Linked DNA regions of Anas platyrhynchos: region 2 is linked to region 1. The links are chromatin contacts, called in public Hi-C maps. All regions are on one chromosome and are shown on one strand. Each heading gives the region's core, a stretch centred on a gene start, on an enhancer-like site or on the middle of the called end of the contact. The rest is flanking DNA. Distances are from core to core; before and after follow the strand shown. Region 1 overlaps KALRN (kalirin RhoGEF kinase). Region 2 overlaps KALRN (kalirin RhoGEF kinase).

Region 1 (3,097 bases), core at 350-2,849:
CAGAGCAATTCTTTGTCCTGTGGTGAGCTAGGATTCTGTTTATCCAAGCTCTTGTGCCAGTCCTGCTCTTACAGCAGAGCCTCCCAGGGCTCTTCCTACCAAACTGCAGTGATTGGGACCCCTGCAGAAGTCACGGCTCCACGGAGTGCAGGTGTCCTGTGCACTGTAACAGAGAACACAGTGTGTGTGAGTGCTGGAGATGCACGTGTCTTTGCATAGCTTTTCCTTCTTTTTGGCCAGATAATATAATTCAGAGGAAGCACGTGATTTCCCTTTGTCAGAAGTGATATTTCTCTTAAAGGGATTATATGTTCCACTAAAAAGTGAATATCGATCTGCTTTTTTTTACAACTTATTGGCAAGGTGCAGTTCTGTGCTAGCTTTTTGGACTGTATTTTTGATATGATTTTTTTCCTAGATAACAATGCCAACATGTATCTGACAACACACAGTTCCTGAAAAAATCCAGTGATAATACATGAAGGAAGGACTAAACATTGCATGAGGAACTAGATTTCTGTTACAAGCTTATTAAACTTTATTCACAGCAGAGAAACAAATGAGGTGCAGTAGAATAGGTTGTATTCACCCCTATGTTTGTGATTGTATAATTCAGGGTAGAACCACTCCTTTGTGGCTCTTTTGAAAATTGCTGTAAAGCATTAAGTGCCAGACACTGGCAGTTTAAAAGGAGTGGATTTTAAGACAGGAAAGCTGCAGGAGAAAAAAAAAACTCCAAATGCTGACAACACTCTCTAAATAGAAAACACAGGCACAAACTTCTAATCAGAACTTCAGTCTCTAATGAGTTGCCAGATAGATTAGTATGTCTGACTGCATAAATGTGGCAGGGGTGCGCTGCATCCAACTGGTAGGACTTTATAAACTGCCTGGTAATGAAGGATGCAGTTCATTGAGTAACAGAAATATTTTCACTTTCTTGCTGTTGACCAGTCATACTGGATTTTATGGGATTACGTGAAAGCCAGAAGAAAAGCTAGTAGCAAATTTCCTTGTGGTTGGTGTGTTGATTTTTTCTTCCTTTTTCTTCCTTGGCGCTCTAACAAATGCAAGCACGTCTTCCTCAATTAAGCAAGCCTGAAAGCTACAAAGAGTGCGCAGGCTCTTGAATGTGCCTTAATTTATGTTTATCAATTCAGTGCACATAGTTTTTTTGACGTGTGCTTCCTGCCTGATTTTCTAACAATCCTCTATTTTCCGCAGGTGGCCGTGATAAACGAGGTGGTCCTGTCTTGACCTTCCCAGCCCGCAGCAATCATGACAGAATAAGGCAGGAAGACCTTCGGAAACTTGTGACTTATTTGGCCAGCGTGCCAAGGTAAAGCTAGAAAGAAAACACTTCAAAGCTCAGTGTGGATGGATGGGTGGGGAACTTGTTCTTGGCAGTTGCTGATTTCCAAGTATTAACCTTTAGTACCTTCAGTTCTTGGGACAGAGAAACAAAAGTGTTCCCTTCCTCCTCCTGCGTATGTTCTGATGGTTTTTATCATACAAGCAGCAATGCAGAAGTCCCCAAGAGCAGAGGCAGTGTTCGCAAACCTGAGCCTCAGGCTTGCAAACCCAGCTCGTGACAGCAGCAAGGAGCTGCTCTCATTTCCGATGTTTCTGTGCAGCTCTCCTAGAGGCGTGGAAAAGGAGAGTAGCTGGAGGTGCTGGCACTTCCCTGAGCTTTATCCAGGCTCAGGAAGGAAAGTGGGTGGACGAAAGGGGCTGTTTGCAAAGAGAGGCGCTTTAAATGGCTCTACATGCAAGCCAGCTCTGTTAGAAGGTGTCTTTCCAAGCATTAGTCCTCATGTCCCTCCTTCAATGTGCAGGTCCCCATTCCTTTCCCGGGGATGCTGGAAGATGGATCTATTGCCAGTGCATATGTATCTCTATTGCCAATGCATATTTATCTTAGCAAGATTCAGGAGACGGTTTGTCGGGCTTAGTGCCCAGGTAGGTATTTCTAGGCCAGTGTTTAATGCCTCAGAGAGTACTAGGCTATGCACACCCTCATCCAGCTTCCTTTCCTGTTTTCAAGCCTGTCCACTGTCCTTACCTGATAACCACCATACCGGGCGTTGAGGTGTGGATACCCCTGGGTGAGTGAGGGGCTGAGAGGGGTTGCTCAGGGTTTCAGTGATGGACCCTGTGCCACCCCCAGGAATTCCTTATTTTTTAAAACCAGGGATAAAACCCTTTCAACAGTGCTTATATTATTGTAAAGTGAAAAGTTAACATCTCAAAATGGAGGGCTGGTTGTAGCTGGATATAAGAAGGTAAGTGTCTCAGGAGTACTCTCAGTTCCTTAAACGTATGATGTACAGAAATCAAAGTTCCCGCTTTTGCTACGGAAAGAAAGTGAAGGCTGTTGGGAGATTGCAGAGTTAAGGGAAAAAGAAACCACATGTACCAGATCTGCCAGTGTTCATTTCATATTGACAGGATTTCACACGGTCTCAGGTGATGCATTTTTTTGCTGCACTAGACTTTTGCTCATCAAGCTTTTATTTATAAGTTGAATTGGTTTGCTTTTCCTTTTGCTCTTTTTCCCTCTCTTTTCCTCTAGCCAATTCTATTTTCAACAACATCGTGAGGGAGATTATGGACATGCTTTGGAGTTGGGAGAGCAGTAGGTCACTCCCTGGGAGTTCGTGTCCCAGGGCTTGGCAATTCCCCTCCAGCTGCTCCAGTAATGAAACTGCTCCTTTGTATTTTATTATCCTTTGCATGGTTGCAAGTACAAAGATATGACATTGCCTCTTTTCCCTCGGAGATAGGGGTTGCAAGCAATTGCACAGTTAAAATGACCTTCTAATATGTCAAACTTTTCTATTAATTCCTCTTCTTGCATGGCTGTAATAACAAGATCCACTCATTGTGTTCTCCACTCTCACACAACTGAAAAGATTAGCTTAGTCTTTGATGCTGCTTTTGGTTGCCTCACTGTGAATCAGTCCAGCAATGATTTTTCTCTAGTGATGGTGAAGTTGGGGAGCAGAGGTACATGCTGAAGGAGCTAATACAAAACTCAGGAACATGAAAAAAATATTTAAAAAAATAAAAAATTCCCCTTTGTGACCCCCACTTCAGA
Region 2 (3,097 bases), core at 275-2,774, 41 kb after region 1:
CCTGCATGCTGGGACTTCCACTCATTGCAGGCTATAGCTCTGAATTAAAGATGCAGCTAGCTGGCGCCTGCTCTGTTTAATATGAAGTAGGATTCTAGCAGGTTGCTAATGCCACCCTCAATTTGTTGCCGACAATCTAAAGTGAAGAGTTGTTGGAGCGGGAAGTAATCATGGGGGGCTCTGTGGGAACTGTTCATTACTTTGACCACTGCTGGTCACACTTAATAAGATCCTGTTCTTGGTATTTGTAGGAAAGAACAGATTTTGCAAGATCAAGAGATCATTATAGGAGATTTTAACTTCCCTCAAAGCACAAACAGAGCTCATTTCTGCTAATTAGATTGTAAAATCAAAATATCTTCTTTATTAGTGATGTACCAAAGGAGCTTCTGGATTTTTCAGTGTCAAGCTTCTATCCTGCTATTTTCTTTTTTATCAGGCAAGGCCACAGGGGGTCTTCCTCTGCGTACCAATTGCACTATGAACATTTGCTTTTCTACCCTTCCATCCACCAGTAGAAGGTTTAGGGACAAAGCTAATAACAGGATAAATCCACAAGTACGTGCCAATTGCTTTGTGTAGCTCCTACAACAGAAAGCTTCTACAAACCCATTTTTGCCATCTGGTTTGAGGAAGTGTGGGATTGCCTTGCCTGCTGAGCAGAGCAGTCGAGGTAATTGGATAAATACGCGTCAAAAATCTTTCCAGTGGATGTTTTTCTAGTGGTGAATGTCACCTACCATGTTACAACCATCATTTGTTTCTCTTTGGAGGAAGTGACAGGACTCCTTTTGGAGTCCACTGTTGATATTTCTGTTTCTGCTGCAGTGAGTCTATAGTTGGTTTGACAGATCAGAGGATACAAACTTCCTTCCATAACACTTCCACAACTGGACCTGCGTTCAGACTCCATAAGCAAAGCACATTAGAATTTTCTGAATTCCATCTGCAGTGCTGATTTTGTAGATATGGACAGCTGTCCATCAAGAGGAGCAATCATCTGCCAGAGACTGATTGCTGTTGAGCTGGATCAGCTTTGGAGCAGCAAAATAAAAGTACAAAGAATGGAAGGTTCAAAGCAAAAAATGGGGAATTAAAAACCACAGGGGTTAATTGCCTTTCCTCCTGTCACAAGGGAAGTCTGTCCTGAAGTAGGAGTCCTGATCTGATGTGCAAAATAGATATCTCAGTGCTTTCCATCTTTCTGTATCGATTCATCCTGCCCTGTGCTGCCAAATCTGCATATTTTTTATTTTTTTTTCAGGCAGCTAAATATGTTGCCTCCACAGCACTTAGAAATGAACCTGATCTTTTTGATGGGTGTGTAAAAACAATAACAACTCCTTGCCCCATTGCTATAGCTAGGGATGAGGAAGACCTGCGCATTTCCTTCATGCTAAGTGTGCCCTATAACATAGTTTAGCGCTCTACAGCACTTACTATCCAGCTTGCACTGGATCATCCAACACGGCTGTGACCTTTCAGAGTAAGAGGGCAGAACATTAGCTGAGTGATGGCGTAGTTCCTGCTTTGTTTCCTAACTCTGGCAGCAATCACCTTGCAGTCCGTCCGCGCCTAACTGTAAGGAAACAGCTCTGAAGCCTGCCGTTATTGGAACTGGAACATGGTGTGCTGTACTATTTGTAGTTTCCTGCTGCCGACATTGGATATGCAGTTACTATTCCTCTTGCTTCCTCCATGAACATTAGAATGGATCCAAAAATAATTGAAGGCAGTATGTTCTGATAGAATATTTTTGCATTTGCACAAATTTCCTCTTTATTTCTGTTGCCAATTTTGATATAGAGCATTTTGAAGCTGTTTCAGCTTCTCCAACTTGGCACCACTGGGAGGCACAGGAATGCTCCCCTGATCAGTATGGCAAGATAAAGTGTTTTGGCATCTGAATACAGACCTAAAACTCATTTTTAGGTACAAATATAGGATATTATAACCAAGAAGTTCTGCTTTAACTAATGAAGGCAAGGAGACCCAAATGCTCTAAAGGGCAAGGAAGCCTACACATATAGAAAGAGAAGAAAGCAGGTTTTTTTTGTTTTGTTTTTTTTAATTGCTTTGATCCTCAAGAAGGTTAGGTGCTAAAAGCCTAGGTGTCAGGAAATAATGCAATTATACTGTGCATGAGGTTAACAGACCTATTCTGCAGCATCTTTCAGAGGTATCTATGTGATTATTCCTAAACGAACATCTTCCTTGCCTGGATGAAATGCTTTAAATGGCCCATACTTGGCAAAGTTTAGGTTCTTAAAAGTATATCTTAAATTAGACTTCATAACTATTTATAGGGACACACGATGGTGGGTATGCAGTCAAGAGGTTGCCTCCTCAGGAACTGGTGGTGGCTGAAGAGGTGAAGCCAGGAGCACAGTCGGTGGTTGATTTCCAGTATCAGTGTCACTATAGACTAAGATGCTCTGGCTTTTCTTCTTGCATACCATATGCATTATGGAAAAAAAAAAAAAAAGAAATGTTTTCTTGAGCCTTCATGTATTGCCAAAATCTTCAATGTCTTACTTCTAACACAGGCACTGAAAAGGTGTTGCAAGCAAAACAGTCTCAAGTTGAGAATTTTTGCTTAGTTCATTGCTAATCAACACACATGTCTGATCTTGGTAATGGTGATGAAAAGCAAAAATAGGACACAATGAAACAGTCTCAATTTCCCCTATTTTTGTCATGGTTTATAGTCAGTCCATCAAAATACTTCTGGCGGGGAGACAGGCAGTGGAGGAAGTCAGGGATAATGTTTGCATGAGTTTTTTTCTGCCAATGTTACAGCTACTCTCCAATTCTTAACATTTTCCTGATGCTGTGTTCCTTAGTGTCCCTGTCCCAGTGTGGGTCACCTCTGGTCCCTCAGCAGTGTCTCTGCCATGGAGCCCCTCCACCCCACCCCACCCCACCCCACCACTGAGAATGTCTTCAGTCCTCAGCTACTTCCTTTTTCTTCCCCAAATGCTGTATCTGGGTGCCCCTCTGGCTGACGGGCATTTTGGTGTGATGGTTGGGTTCTGGCATGTGGTGGTTTTCCCCACTGGGGTGGCTCATGGCCTCCTCCTGCTGTCCCACTGTGCAG

The links. A called contact is a pair of places that touch in the nucleus more often than the background predicts.
Region 2: a contact with region 1 is called in a Hi-C map of subcutaneous adipose tissue, with 1.6 times the contacts expected there. The contact joins two enhancer-like sites. A contact is called at or near these places in 2 of 8 Hi-C or Micro-C datasets (skeletal muscle and subcutaneous adipose tissue).

Annotation. Positions count from the first base shown.
Region 1 is chr7:16,105,347-16,108,443 of IASCAAS_PekinDuck_T2T, forward strand. It overlaps KALRN (kalirin RhoGEF kinase), which reads left to right. Exons shown (of 64, transcript XM_072040795.1): 6 at 1,225-1,339. Among named protein-coding and RNA genes, the nearest start is that of KALRN, 170 kb to the left of the region's middle. Within about 2 kb of position 1,600, at least 1 of the 8 cell types and tissues checked has an H3K27ac peak or open chromatin away from gene starts, as enhancers often do. A contact at or near this core is called in subcutaneous adipose tissue, where this site is marked.
Region 2 is chr7:16,146,792-16,149,888 of IASCAAS_PekinDuck_T2T, forward strand. The region is part of intron 8 of KALRN (kalirin RhoGEF kinase); the gene reads left to right. Among named protein-coding and RNA genes, the nearest start is that of KALRN, 210 kb to the left of the region's middle. Within about 2 kb of position 1,525, at least 1 of the 8 cell types and tissues checked has an H3K27ac peak or open chromatin away from gene starts, as enhancers often do. A contact at or near this core is called in subcutaneous adipose tissue, where this site is marked.